Linked DNA regions of Drosophila melanogaster: regions 1 and 3 are each linked to region 2. A link is a contact called in public Hi-C and targeted proximity ligation data. All regions are on one chromosome and are shown on one strand. The core of a region is the stretch at or near the end of the contact, and the rest is flanking DNA. Distances in the headings are between cores, read along the strand shown.

Region 1 (4,686 bases), core at 1,214-3,713, 400 kb after region 2:
ACAAATTAGAATTAAACATAAATATAAATGTGTAAACGGTAGCTAATTCGAGCGGCGATTTTAACAAACAAATTTAAAAAGCTTTAAAATTATAATTGTCAGGGCGCAAATTTTTAAAAATTATTTTATTTTATCATATTGCTACGAAATTGGCAAAAAAAAAAAACTACCCTAATATGTACAATGTAAATTCATTTCTTCGATCAGAATTGATTTCGGCCCGAAAATCGTCTTCTAGCACAACACGCACACATATACGCGTTCCCGTCTCTTGTTTTTACTCACACAAGCAAGCAAATTCTATTTTTAGATTTCTTACGTTCTCAGCGTGAGCGAGCGGAAAGAGAGCAATTTTGGCCGTCACCAAAAAAGTGGCTGCATAGTGCCAAACCAATGTATGGCCGTTACGCATCTTGTTATTCTAGTGTCTTTGCTCAAACTGTAGGGCAATAACTTGTACGTTCGGTAGTGGCTTGAACATGATCCAATTTGGCTTAATAATCTGGTAACTGTGCATTAAGAGTGCCCATTCGGAGAGTTCTCTTTTCTTTGAGGTATAGCTTTGGATATCCTTGCAGCTAAGCAGAGTCAAAAGGGCTGATGGTGTAAGTCTCATCTCTTGGGCGGCTTTGTCAGCGAGTTTGTCAGTTGTCAGCGAGTCCGTGGATTCCTTGATGATTGGGAACCCAGAGTAAGGTGACCACAAAAGTGGTTGAGTCGTTGACTTTAGAACCATTGGTATTAATTCAGTTTTTCTTTTTCTTTCTTTTTTTTCAGCTTTGTAGATCTGAAGGCTGTTTGAAACCCCAATGTGCATAGGCAGGGTGAGGTCAAGTTGCTTGATGTAGTCAGCGCAACGTGTTAGAGTGGATATGCATTAAAAATTCAGCTTTTGCTTGAAAATGGCTCCGAAGTCATGGGTTAGCAGGCAGTTGGACGTGGTGTACAGCTTCGAGATTAGCATCAATGTAGTTTCTTCTACGCGGAATTCCGCCAAGTTATCCAACCCATAATATAAACTCTGCCCATTTGATAAGCAAATTTCACACTCCAATCTCAACAGCATTGCCTTTGCCCTTGTTTTTGTCGCCAACACTTAGCCTGCTTTTGTCCTTGTATTGTCGCCAACACTTAGCCTGCCGCAGATTGGAAGACGGTAGTCAATTTTAAATAGCATTAATGCGTGCGTAATCGTAATATCTATGAGAGTCTTAGTTATATGTACGAATATTTAGATGATAGAAATTTAATAATGTGAAATCTAGTTTCCAGTTGTTTTCTTTGAATCTGACAGTGCTGTTTGAAAAGTAGTTTGCAGTCGAAGGTCATCCCCAAATTTTTTAAAAAGTTTACATCATTTATTGTGCGGAGAGATTACAACGTTTTTTCCGTCAAATTATAATAGTTGGCATTTTTCAATGGCAGAGAGGTATTTTCGTGCAATATTTCTAAAAATTTTGTGCTGACTGTATGAATATTTTTTATTTTTGTAAAGTGAGATGTAAATATATTTTTGCCGAGTTACAATGTTATTTATTTCTTCAATTGCAATCATAAATAAAACCGCAGAAATTGGCGAACCTTGCGGAATTACATTGTGTAAAATGTTTGAATTCGATGTGACATTGTTTATTCGAACCCTGGTAGTTCCGCCGTCCAGGGCGGCCATGCTGCACCCCGGGCTATAAGACGGATGCAAAGTACAGTACGCTGTCATCAAGTCTGATCACCGCTTCCGAAATAAAGCCTTCTGCCCAGCTCTCTTAAACAATATTAAGCTTAGCTTTAATTAGTTGACAGCCTTACAAAGAATCTAAACGAATTCCAAAAATCTTAAACACAGGTGGCGAGCACGCAAAACGGAATAAATATTTATTTATTTATTTCTCTATGTAAGCTAATGGCCATGATATTAAGATTAAGATATAAAAATATTTTTTGAATCTTACCTAGCTTTAGTGTATTGGATCAACCTAATATCGAAATAAAACAGAATGCGAATTAAACCAATCAATGCTACTGTATCCATAGCAAAAGTTAAAAATGTTTTTTTTTTTTTAATTTTCATCCCATACAGGTCATCCTATAAGGGAACGTGCCCTCTCCAAAAGTCACTTCATTAAAATAAAGTTTTAATTTTAAAGAAATATTCTACAACCAATTTTTTTATTAATGTTATTGTAACTGATTTGTTTTGTTCCCAATTAAAGAATAATATTTTCTTCTCATTTTCTTTTTATCTTATATGCTTTAAAATTTAAAATTAAATTATAAATTACATTCCTGGTAAACCCGATATAATAATTTGTTTTTAATAATTCTTTACACTAAAGAGCTGGACCTGTTGCTTATAATATTGTCAAATTGGTTCACATATGGAACCAATTTCACCGAAAAACTGATCTGTGGGAACATGGTATAACAAAGTTGACACGAATGTTTATGTTTTATATACAGGCAAAAATTATTATCACCGCTGTTGTTTGCTCCATATATAATTACAATTATATTCCTAAAGAAACGTAAATGTAATGGCTGAGAGTGTCATAACCTAATAACGATCACGTTCAGTGTCTTATTGGTGTGAACTTTATTCCGGAATTTGTGTTGCGTTTAAGTCTGATGCCATGTAGAAATAATGGTTATGGCTTTCAGATGGCAACATCGCCTTTTAATCTAATATGAGGCCTACAATTAGAATATGCAGAATTCAAAAAGTGTTTGTTTATAAATTAAAGCGAAAGCAAGACGATGAGCATCTGCTGTTAGTGTGGGGAGTGTTTGACGTATTGGTGTTCGTGTGTGTATATAGAAAGTGCGAGCATCAGGCGTTGGCTTGCCAGCGATGTCTGGCATTACATTGACCAAATTAACTCAAGAACGAATTTCCATTCCAAACAACAATGTCATCACGAACGGCGTCGAAAACAACATAGATAGTGACACGCTTAGTGGTACTCTGACTCATCTTATGGAAGAGCATCGCACGCGGGTGGGAGCGGTAACTGGACCAGAAGCAGCGACCACGTCTACAGACGGCCTAATATCGAATGGAGCAGAGCGACTGCGACTTCAGGGCAGTCGGCTTCAGACCTCGCGCTTTGCTTGCTTTCGATGTTGCGGAAATATTATCACATATCTAGTAAGGCTGCGTAGTACCCCTGAGGAACTGGAGCAGCGCTACAAGTCCAAAGAGATTGATAAGTTCCTGGAAAAAGAAAAACACACCTTTCGACGTCAGGTAAGGTGATTTAGGGATATCGATTTCTAACCCTTGCTGTTGGTTATTTTATTTAAATGTTAACAACGAAGTAAAGGAGATATTCGACAAATTAAAGTCTATGTACAATGGCGGAAAAATTATAATGTGTTTAAAATGTAATTTCTGTACAATGTTATAAGCATATATTTAATTTAAAAAGTTACGTTTTTTTGCTAACAATTCTAGAATTATACGTATGTGTTCTTAATTAACAGGACTAGGCAAGTCGGTCGAGTAGTATATATGTACATACATACATACATACATACAACAAGCGCTATATATTTGTAACCGAAAAATATAAAAACAAGAGAAATCCTATAGTTGTGAGCTCCGCAAGTATAAGATACACGCTACTTAGGTAATGGAAGACTTCCTACTTCTTGAGGCCCGTCCCGTCTCGAGCACGAAACCTAGTCCCAAAAAAAGCCCGGGGCCCTGCCCAAGCTAAACACGAACAAATTAAAAAATAAAAACAATGCAATTTTTTTTAATTTAAAGTATGTCGGTTTTCTTATATTTATATTTCTTATATTTTGTAAACAAAGTTGATTGCAAAAAACTTAATATTTAGTACAGTTTTGGTGTTTTAAACATAATTTATGACAAGTTTTTATTTAAAAATATTTTTTTTTTTAAATTAGAACATTTTAAACGTGTACATCGCTCATTTAATACAATTCCAGAGGTAGAAAATAATCTTTTGCTATTCGCTGAGCTTGCCGGAATGGCAATTCAATAACTTGAGTTCACTACATTTCCAAAATTCTAACACATTTTGGTCTGAAGTAGCTGCACAGCCATTTAAATATTTTTCTATTTCAATATCATAAGAATTTAGTTGTAACTAAGTTTTTTTGAAAAATTTTTAATCCTGAAATTCTGCAAACAGTCCTAACCCCTTTTTATCTGGGCTTGCAGTTCTTAATCCTATAAAACTCCTCATCACTTTGCATTTCTGAAAGCATTGCTTTGACAGTTACAATTACATTCTCCTTAACTTTTGGCGATAAGCAACACATTTCCTTAACGGGAGAATTTAAGAAGAGTCCAACATAATGTGCCGTTTATGGTGCACATCTTTTATGTAAAGAATTTAACGTATTATTTTTCAGCTGAATTATGGTTTCAGAATCGAGCATTTCACTGGCGCACATCTTTAATACTTTCTCCGATCACAAACAAAATAGATTTATCGATATTAGAATCCAAACTGTATTCTTCCATAATTTCCTTAACGTTATTGAGGATGTTCTCGCCTGTTAGATTGTGACAAACAAGTTTAACTTTCGGTTCTGCCTGCGGGCTTTTTTCTTAGGGCACGAAAGACGAATTTGAGGCCCGAACCCAATTTTTTTGGCAAAGGCCCGCGGGCCTTGAAATAAAGCCCGGCCCGCGCTGCATCATCATTTAAAAAACATTAT
Region 2 (4,702 bases), core at 1,829-4,328:
CCATATCACCACGAGATCATTCTGCCACTTAGTTATTTTATACAATTTAGCAATTTAACAATAAGAATGTAACATTTTTTTGTTGACACCACCTCGAATTTGACAAACAAACTTTCGATTTGGCAAGGGTTCGCGAAGGTTGCCATACTGTTGGTGAAACGAGAGAGAGTTGATGGGCAAACTGCTGTAAGATAAGATTAAATAATTTGTACTGAATAATCTTAAAGAACGATCATAGAATAAAACGGAGCTACTATGGTAACTTATGTAGTTACCGCTTTATTTAATTACTAAGTACAATATCTTGTTGTTTTATGCCGTAAGCTTGTTGCGCGCGGAGCTGAAGTTCCAGTGTGTCCAGTCTGACGATATCAGAAGATATCGTCCTCCAGGAAAGGTCTTGGCGTTAGTACCTGTTTTCGCCGTGATGCCAGACCGGGCTTCAGTCTGGGCGCCACATCTACTCCCCCTCCAGTGACTTCGCCAGGTGGTGAAGGTAACGGTATAAATTCTGGAGCTGCAGGCGGTTTAGGTGGCTGCGAAATCTGTTGGTCAGTCGGTAGATCCTCGTGGTGGTCTTCGCAAGCATCAGCTTCAGCTAAGAAGGCAGGCTTGAGGAGATCGACTGATATGGCCTTCTCTTGTCCATGAATGCTGATGATGTAGAACTTGTCATCAACCCGGCGTATTACCCGATGAGGTCCCGTGTAAGGCTGCTCGAGTGGTTTCTTAACAGATGCCACTCGCTTGAAGACGTGCGTACAAGTTCTCAGGTCCTTACAAATGAAAACAGGTGGTTTAGCATGATGCGCTGCAGGAGTAGGTCGGGCTGCCCTGATATGTTGACGTAGTTGCTCGGTAAGTCGGTGATCTTTGCTGAAAGCGCTTGGAGTGTGTCCAGTCTGACAATATCAGAAGATATCGTCCTCCAGGAAAGGTCTTGGCGTTAGTACCTGTTTTCGCCGTGATGCCAGACCGGGCTTCAGTCTGGGCGCCACACTACTACTGCCAGGAAGAGTCTTTCCTTTCCTTCGGGATCCAAGGAGAGTAGCCGTTGAAGGCAAATCCACTCGAACGGCGACAGTATCGATAATCCCGTATTTTAGCTGTCTTGTAGAGCTGGAAAAACATTGATGTTTACCTCCATCGATGTATCAATACATCGAAATTTTTAAGGGTGTTTTTTAATGTATTTTAGTCATTATCATATTAAAAATGAATACCAAAACTAAATCAAAATGGGTAAAAGTTCTTTATAAATTTAAAATTCATACTTTGGTGTTTTTATTGCCTGAAAATCAAAATGAAACTTAAAACTACTTTCTCGTCAAACACAAAAATTATAATGAAAAATGAATTCAATTTAAAAGAAAATAAAACAAACATCGATAAAGCTGCAAACTATAATTAAGATATGCACTCATTATACCCGTTACTCATAAAGTAAAAGGTTATACTAGATTCGTTGAAAAGTATGTCAGGCAGAAGGAAGCGTTTCCGACCATATAAAGTGTAAATATTCTAGATCAGGATCAATAGCCGAGTCTATCTGGCCTCTCTCCGTATGAACGTCGAGATCCCAGGAATTTTAAAAAGCTAGAACACAGAAAAAGACGCAGCGCAAGTTGGTTGACCCATGTTGCCACGCACACAAACCTGCCAGCCCCACTCTAACGCCCTAAAACCTCCCAAAAATGCCGCGCAAAACACACATTTTTAAACCTTTTTTCGATATTTTTTTCATAATTCTATTAGTCGCTAAAATTTATATCGATATGCCAAAAACTTTTTACACGCCTACTCTAACGACCAAAAGCCGTCAACCCGGTCACGCCCACAATTTTGAACAATTTGTAAACTTTAACCGTTGCATGCTCTAAAGGTTAAAGTATTGCCTTCAAATCCTCGAAAATGAATATTTTATTCGATATTTACGGCAATAACCAACCCTTTGAGAGTGTTCAGTCAAAGACACTACAATAATTCTTTATTATTCTAGAGACTTTGGTTCAGTAGAACAGTTGCGATAGCAACCTTTGTAATCAAAAATCGTTTCAGCAGGTAAAACGCGCCATTCCAACTGGATTTTCTATACATATATATTTTATTTTCTATAACCTATTTCTATTGTTTCAAACTATATGGGCGTTCATCAATTACTGTGCGGATTAAGTTTGCAATGTTTTCAGAAAAATAAGTTGTTTCGTCGAAATCCGAATCCGCGCAAGTCTGAGCCAATGTAGTAGCGTAGAGCACTTGTTTTCGATTCGTCAACGTTTCATTATTTTGTCAATAAATGACAGAATTGACTGCTGTTGCCTTTGTGGCAATTCACTGACTGTTAAATTAATATGTATCCTCATTACGTGGCAAGACAAGTTAGTATTATTCGCACTTGTTTGGTGTCTTGCCCCACTTAATACATTTGTCTGTCTTGCCATTAGCCGATTAGCTTAGCAAGATCTTTCCCTGCAAATGGTGATGGGTAAAACAGAAAAATCTAACATCGATGTCCGAAAATTTCGATGTTTCCGATTTTTTTTTAAATATCTATGTAGCGCTATCTCCGATGTTTCTTCCAGCTCTATTTTGTAGTTTGCGAGATCACAGCCTTCAGTCAGACAGACCGGACCTGATCGAATAGTGTTTATGATCAGGAGTACACTATACTTTAAGGTTCGGAAACACATTTTTATGCCGACTACAAACATACCCTTAACCTTTCTAGCATACGACATTGCTCTAAAACATTTTAAAATTCCGAAATCTCCTTTCTTATTATAACAATTTTAGAAAATTATTTGTTTCTTTTTATTGGAAATGTAATTGCAGAACATTTGTATGCCGACTACAAACATACTCTTAACCTTTCTAGCATACGACATTGCTCTAAAACATTTTAAAATTCTTAAATCTTATTTCTTATAAAAATTTTAGAAAATTATTGTTTGTATTTATTGGAAATGAAATTGCAGAATGGAATGGTTCTATCGTTGCATGTCAACATAGAAACTGGTATATGGTATATAAACTGGTATATTGTATATTATTATATACAATAATGCTTAGCGCTTTTTTCATCGTTCCGTGTTCATCACCAGTTGATTGTCGCTATTTTGACGGAAATATTTTAAGTATGCACACAAATTTACCGCGAAACCAGGTGTTTTTGTACAACAATTGTTCAAAGTTAAAGAAAACTAAAAAACACGGGTAGAAGGTTGCAACAATTAATACAGGAAAATTACAAAATTCCAAGGTAAGCCAAGCGTGCATTGTAAAATAAAGGTAAAAACGTTGCGCAATATCAAACATTTATATTATTGCGAATTTAATGTTCTTGAACTTAAGCGGTCCTCCCCGTACCATATAATTTATTTTTAAATCAAAAAAGTAAACAATTTCCAACCGTTCCAAACATTTTTAATGCCTGGTTTAAGTTGTCGTAATTAATCGGCACATCCTTAACTCGAAAATTGCTTAATTCATAAGAATGACCAACTAATGGCATAGTTTTTTGTTTACAATAATTCTTGAAAACATTGCTATTGAACGTACATATTTTTGTATCAAATGCAAATTCATTCTGTATGTATGTATGTATGTATGTATGCATTTACATATGTGTGTATATCTTATGTGGTCGGAAACCTTTTCAAATTTTCATCGGGAAAAGACAAATTTTATAGTTACATTAAATTAAAGCAGGCCTTTAAAATTTGGATTCATTGTCAATGTTTCGGCTAGTCGGATTTGTCAAACAGCAGCCACTCGTGTATTACTAATTACTAACTTGTTAATCCGCTTTTGTTCTCGTATCCCCAAAGGTTTGTTTGGATGTAAAGTAATGGTCTTGGTGTGCAATGAGTGGTTAAAAAATAATGTTGATGAAGACCAGACGTCAAGTTCATTATCGCCGACGCCAGCATCAGGAGCAGTCGGATCAACGGCATTAAACAGAACTGGCACAACCGACACGGCCACGGAATTACCTCAGACGACCAGATATCCATCCGGGGAAGAACCTGCTGTGAAGCCAGAGGAGGCGCAATACGCTTTAAACATGGAAACTGAAAAAAATTTGGAGCAGGACAATTTCTTTCATATAATGGACATAAAAGAAGATATGGCTGATAGTAACAACGAGGCGTCCACGAAGAACCAGGAAAATAATAATATGGAACTTTGTGATTCCAACACAGTATGTATTGACCGACGTCCGGCTGAAGTTTCCCAGCATGCTATGAATATGGCCATGAACTCTGTGCTGAATGCAAATAACACCGGGGTTGGAGTTCGAGTAACTACTGCCTGCAGTCTGTTTAGCCCACTAGGAGTACTAAACAATAGTGCTTTACAAAGGGAGGTGGCATCGGAATGCGGCACTTTACAAGTCTCTTCAGTGCCCCCAACTTCTGGCGTAGATCTAGACATAGGATTGGAGTCTGCCCCAACGCCATGTAAGGGTGCAGCAAAAATCGTACTCCTATGTGAACCAAAGTCGCACAAGTTTGAAACGAGATCTATATTGCTGCAGCCCAACCAGGATTGCAAGGTGGGCCGCCTTATAGCTAAAAGTAAGGCGGGTGAGGGGAACGCTATATTTGACTGTAAAGTATTGTCAAGAAACCATGCGATTTTGTGGTACACTCCAGACGGTAAATTCTGGGTCAAAGACACAAAATCCAGCAACGGTACCTTT
Region 3 (4,476 bases), core at 1,902-4,401, 350 kb after region 2:
AGATCATTAGGACTGTGTGATACTGGACAGAATCCTTTTCAATGTATGGTGGTAAGACGCCGCCGCACTGACCCCTTGTTGGTCTTCGCTAATTTTAATACCATTACATTACATTACTGCGATGAAACTAATGGTATGTTGCACGCCTAGGATCTCGTTCTTTACTTCCACGGTGTTGATCACATTGGCCGTATTGTTAGAGGCCTTAGACTCTTTGCAACCCATCTGCAACTTTCTTATTAAAAGGAAAGTCTTTCCATAGGATGATCTTTTGGCTTGAAACAATGAGTAATTTTTTACGATGGACTGGTTATCTGACACTCGTTTATTGTCGAACTGCATTTTCCTTGTGCCCCTCCGACCATATAAAAAATATATATTCTTGATCAGGATCAATGGCCGAGTCGATCAGGTCATGTCCGTCTGTCCGTCCGTCCGTATGATCTCTCAGCAACTATAGAAGCTAGAAAGTTGAGATTAAGCATGCAGTTTCCAGAGACATAGACCGTTTTGTTCATTATTGTTGTCACGACCACTCTGACGCCTACGAAGCACGCAAAATGGGCTTTTTTATTTTTATTACTCACGTATTTGAATAAGCTGTGTCTCCTCCTTCTTAGGATTCTATTGAAAGCCACTCTTCCAACGGGGGGAGTATGTTGGGTCAGCAATTTCTAATATGTTTTTTTTTTATATTTGATGCCGACTTTTGCGACACAATTTAGCGGCACCTCAGCTGTGCCATTATCTTCCTTATCTAAACTCCTCTCTCGCGAGCTCTTTCTCGTGACGTGATTTGCGCATATACTATAAATAGTGCAAGTCTTCCAAAGCTATTTAAAGCTTTAAGACATAAATTAATTCGCTATTATTGCTGAGTGCGATGTTGAGCAACAATTTCTGTCTGCAATAATCAGACAAATTAAAGGCAGGGAACATTGAAAATAGCTCCGTTGCAATACGTAAGTGCAAGTACATAACCAAATAACGGAAGCTGCCGCTAATTCTTCTTTGCGCTCATCTTCCCGCTTGAACTGAATTTCGTGTCGCTGTTTCCGCCGTTTCGTTGTTGTTGCTGTTGCCATGGCTGCTAAAAATTCTGGATACATTACCGCATATCGGATTGCAACTATGCTATAGCATTGGATTTGTTACAAAACAGATTTGCTAATCGTCGTTTAGTATTCCAGGCACACATTACTGAGATTATGGTTGATTCTCTTTCGATGATTTATGAACTGTCGGATAATTTTAGCGCTCATATCCGTGCGCTAAATGGAATGGGGTCAACGGAACAAATTGCTGGAAGTGCGCCCATGTACTTATCCAAAAGCTGGGTGCGGAGATTCATGCGAAATGGGTGGAGCATTTGGAAGACCCATTGTTCAAAAATGCAATTACGACGTGGGAATCCATGACATCGTTTGTGGTGCAGCGATGCAGGACGCTGGAGAACATGGTGTTCGCCATGGCAAGTTAAGCACTAGACAATCATTTGGAATGTAACAGAATATCTGGTTTGCGTAAGTTTACCCTTCTTGACTCAAGCCTCAGCCCTGCGAAATGTGTCTTCTGCAGTGCTTCTGGTGCCCAGTTCAATTTATTACTGCCAGAGGTTTACGAACCTGAACCCAGAAAGTCGGGTTTAAGAAGCGAAGGAACTGGCTCTTTATTTGAATTGCCTCAAGTCTGGGCATCAACTGAGGGAGTGCAACTCCGGCATTTGCCGCGCGCATCTATGCACCACAGCCTGCTTCACCTAGAAAACTTGGCCTCGCCTTCCCGTCATAAAAGATCACCTGAGAAACGCTTACTTCTCACTCGCATCCTCTGCACTGAATCCTCTGCAGCTCCTTAGCCTCTTAGCTCCTTGACGTGCTCTGCTCAACTGCACATTAAAACAACTCAATTCGCAAATAAGCTTCAACTCAGGAAGTCAAAATCGGCAGCTTGTTTTACCGTAATAGGCGATTTTTCAGACAGATGGTTTGTCAGTAAACATTCCAATACGATCTTAAACGTCTATAATACTCGACCAACATCACTGCTGGTATTGCATCCGATATAATTAAAAGTCAGCCGTCCTTGAATATTGACATTAGCAACTGGAACATACCCCAAAACCTTAGGCTCGCGGACCCAGAGTTTTATCGTTCTCAACAATTTATTACTGCCAAAGCTTTAAGAACCTGAACCCATCATGTCGATTGGAAGAAGCAAATAGACATGCTCTTTGTTTAAGACTGGGCATCAAGTAAGGCAGTGCAACTCCAGCAATTGCCGTGTGTGCGGATCTAAGCACCACACCCTGCTTCATCAGGAAAACTCAGTCTCGCCTTCAAAACATAAAAGATCACAGACTGAAGCTTGCCTCTTACTCGCATTATGCCGAAGAACCACCTGCATTGCCTGGAACGTGTGCTGCTCTTCTTGCACAGGATCTTGGTAAGGATGTTTTGCTCCTAGCCTCTGGAACCATATTAGTGAGGAACCGTTAATAAATCTTCGTCCGTGCTTATTAGCTAAACATGAAGAGGACTTAGAATTTCTGAATCAATTGATGTCTTTGCAAGCCTTCAGCTCGATATCTGTTGACAAGTATGCTTATAAAAAATGTGTACCCACAAAATACACTATAAAGAATTTATTTAAGTATTTAAGTGTAAGCAAATTGTCGATAACGGCATTGCTGCCTATCTAAAACTTTTGATGAAAGCTGAAAGTAGACCAAATTACTTACTTTATTATAAACATTAATATATAACATACCTTTATTTAAATTTTTCAATATTTTTTTTAATATCGGTAGAAAGTTGGAAAAAATACGAAAACTTAAAACAAAATTAGAAATTGTTCAAAAGTGTGGAAGTGACACAAGATTTTCGACAAATCGATAGAAATTTACAATACTAAAAATATATGAAAAAATGTCATAAAATTTTCAATAGGTTTGGGCGTGGCAGTTTTGGGAGGTTTGTTATTATATTGAATAAAAAAATTTCGTTTATTTAAGCACAGAACCCTTAATTTTTTACCTTTAAAGTCAAAAATTCAACTTATTTCTCAGCTTGTAAACAGTTTCTTGACAAACTGTATATATATTAGTGGGACACAGCTATAACATCGAATAATAAGACCGTTTTATAGTAATTATTATTGTCTATGGCGCTATTAGTAAATGTAAATAATAAAATAATACATCAGCTTGTGTATTTTCGTTGTTTGAAAATCAGAAATTTCCGTTTGCTTTAAATGGCTAAAGCGTTGCCGCTCATCAGTTGTGTATGATTTGTGGATGCTTTGCTAAACGCATGTTATTAAACTTTTGTTCATTCCAGGACTCTTGGGCCGATAGCATAAATGAGGAAGATGTGGAGCCCAAATTTAAGTATCACCGTCTCGCAAATGATTTAAAATACATGCTCAACGCTGATGTCATCACTTGTAGCGCTGTACACTTAAAGGTGTGAGCCAACCACATATTATATAAGTATTTTAAAAAACGTACATATTTAGTTTCTTATATTTGGAACTTTCCGAGGACGTGTTTGTATATTTGACCATCAAGGAAACTCAGTCTACTCAAATCTTAGCGCTAGCGAACGTCACACTCACCAAGTGGCAGTAAACAATATAGATGTAGATCATAAGGGCGAGTATGTGGCCACATGCTCCGACGACGGAAAAGTGAGTATCTGAGCTTGATAGCAATATAAAACTTAATTCTCTTTGCCTAGGTTAACATAACGGGATTGTTTAGCTCTGATAACAATCACAGTCTCAGCTTTGGCAAATTTATAAAGGTCGTATCACTGGAGCCCGATTCCAAAGCTCACATTAAAAGATTTGTAGTGGGTGAGTAATATGAATATTTTCTGTTAATTTATCGAGAGCAATTATTCTTTTTATTATTCTTTTGCAGGCGACGACAAACTTATCTTGTACGAGCGAAACTTGCTAAAGAAGCTTAAACCAGTTGAACTGTGCTCAGTCGAAGGCAGTGTTTTGTCAATCTGCTGGCATGGCAACTTTATTGCCTGGGCAAGTCACATAGGAGTTCGAGTCTACGATTTAAACGAAAGATGCTCACTTGGATTAATAAAGTGGGAGGTTCCTCCTCAGGAGCGATTAGAAAATTTTCGATGCCACCTTCGTTGGTCCAACAAGCATACATTATTAATTGGCTGGGTAGACACTATTCGAGTTTGCGTAATTCGAAAGAGAAATTCAATCGAAGCTTCAACTGGCAATCTGCCTGTCTACATTGTGGATCCAAGTATGTAAAGTTTATTAAAAAATCAACAGTGATTTACCGTAACCAAAGACATTAGAATAACAAGATGCGTAACGCTATTATTATTGAGTTTTATTATTACTAGTTTTTGTTCAAGAGCGTGAGAGTGGAGAGCTCTACTGCCATCAGCTCTTTTCTACGTATACAGAGACAGCTTGTATGCACACGTATGCTTATTCATT

Evidence for each region. A called contact is a pair of places that touch in the nucleus more often than the background predicts.
Region 1: a contact with region 2 is called in a Hi-C map of the Kc167 cell line, with 1.9 times the contacts expected there. A contact is called at or near these places in 1 of 107 Hi-C or Micro-C datasets (the Kc167 cell line) and 1 of 7 datasets of targeted methods (the Kc167 cell line).
Region 3: a contact with region 2 is called in a targeted proximity ligation map of the Kc167 cell line, with 4 times the contacts expected there. A contact is called at or near these places in 1 of 107 Hi-C or Micro-C datasets (the OSC cell line) and 2 of 7 datasets of targeted methods (both in the Kc167 cell line).

What each region holds. Positions count from the first base shown.
Region 1 is chr2L:22,979,353-22,984,038 of dm6, forward strand. It overlaps cta (concertina), which reads left to right and starts at 2,464. Exons shown (of 6, transcript NM_001273767.1): 1 at 2,464-3,241. The coding sequence starts at 2,846.
Region 2 is chr2L:22,575,994-22,580,695 of dm6, forward strand. Slmap (Sarcolemma associated protein) reads left to right here and starts at 3,079. Exons shown (of 4, transcript NM_001042934.2): 1 at 3,079-3,259; 2 at 3,828-4,702. The coding sequence starts at 3,848.
Region 3 is chr2L:22,921,644-22,926,119 of dm6, forward strand. lt (light) reads left to right here and starts at 3,152. Exons shown (of 12, transcript NM_001042950.3): 1 at 3,152-3,282; 2 at 3,339-3,464; 3 at 3,517-3,687; 4 at 3,738-3,855; 5 at 3,923-4,276. The coding sequence starts at 3,253.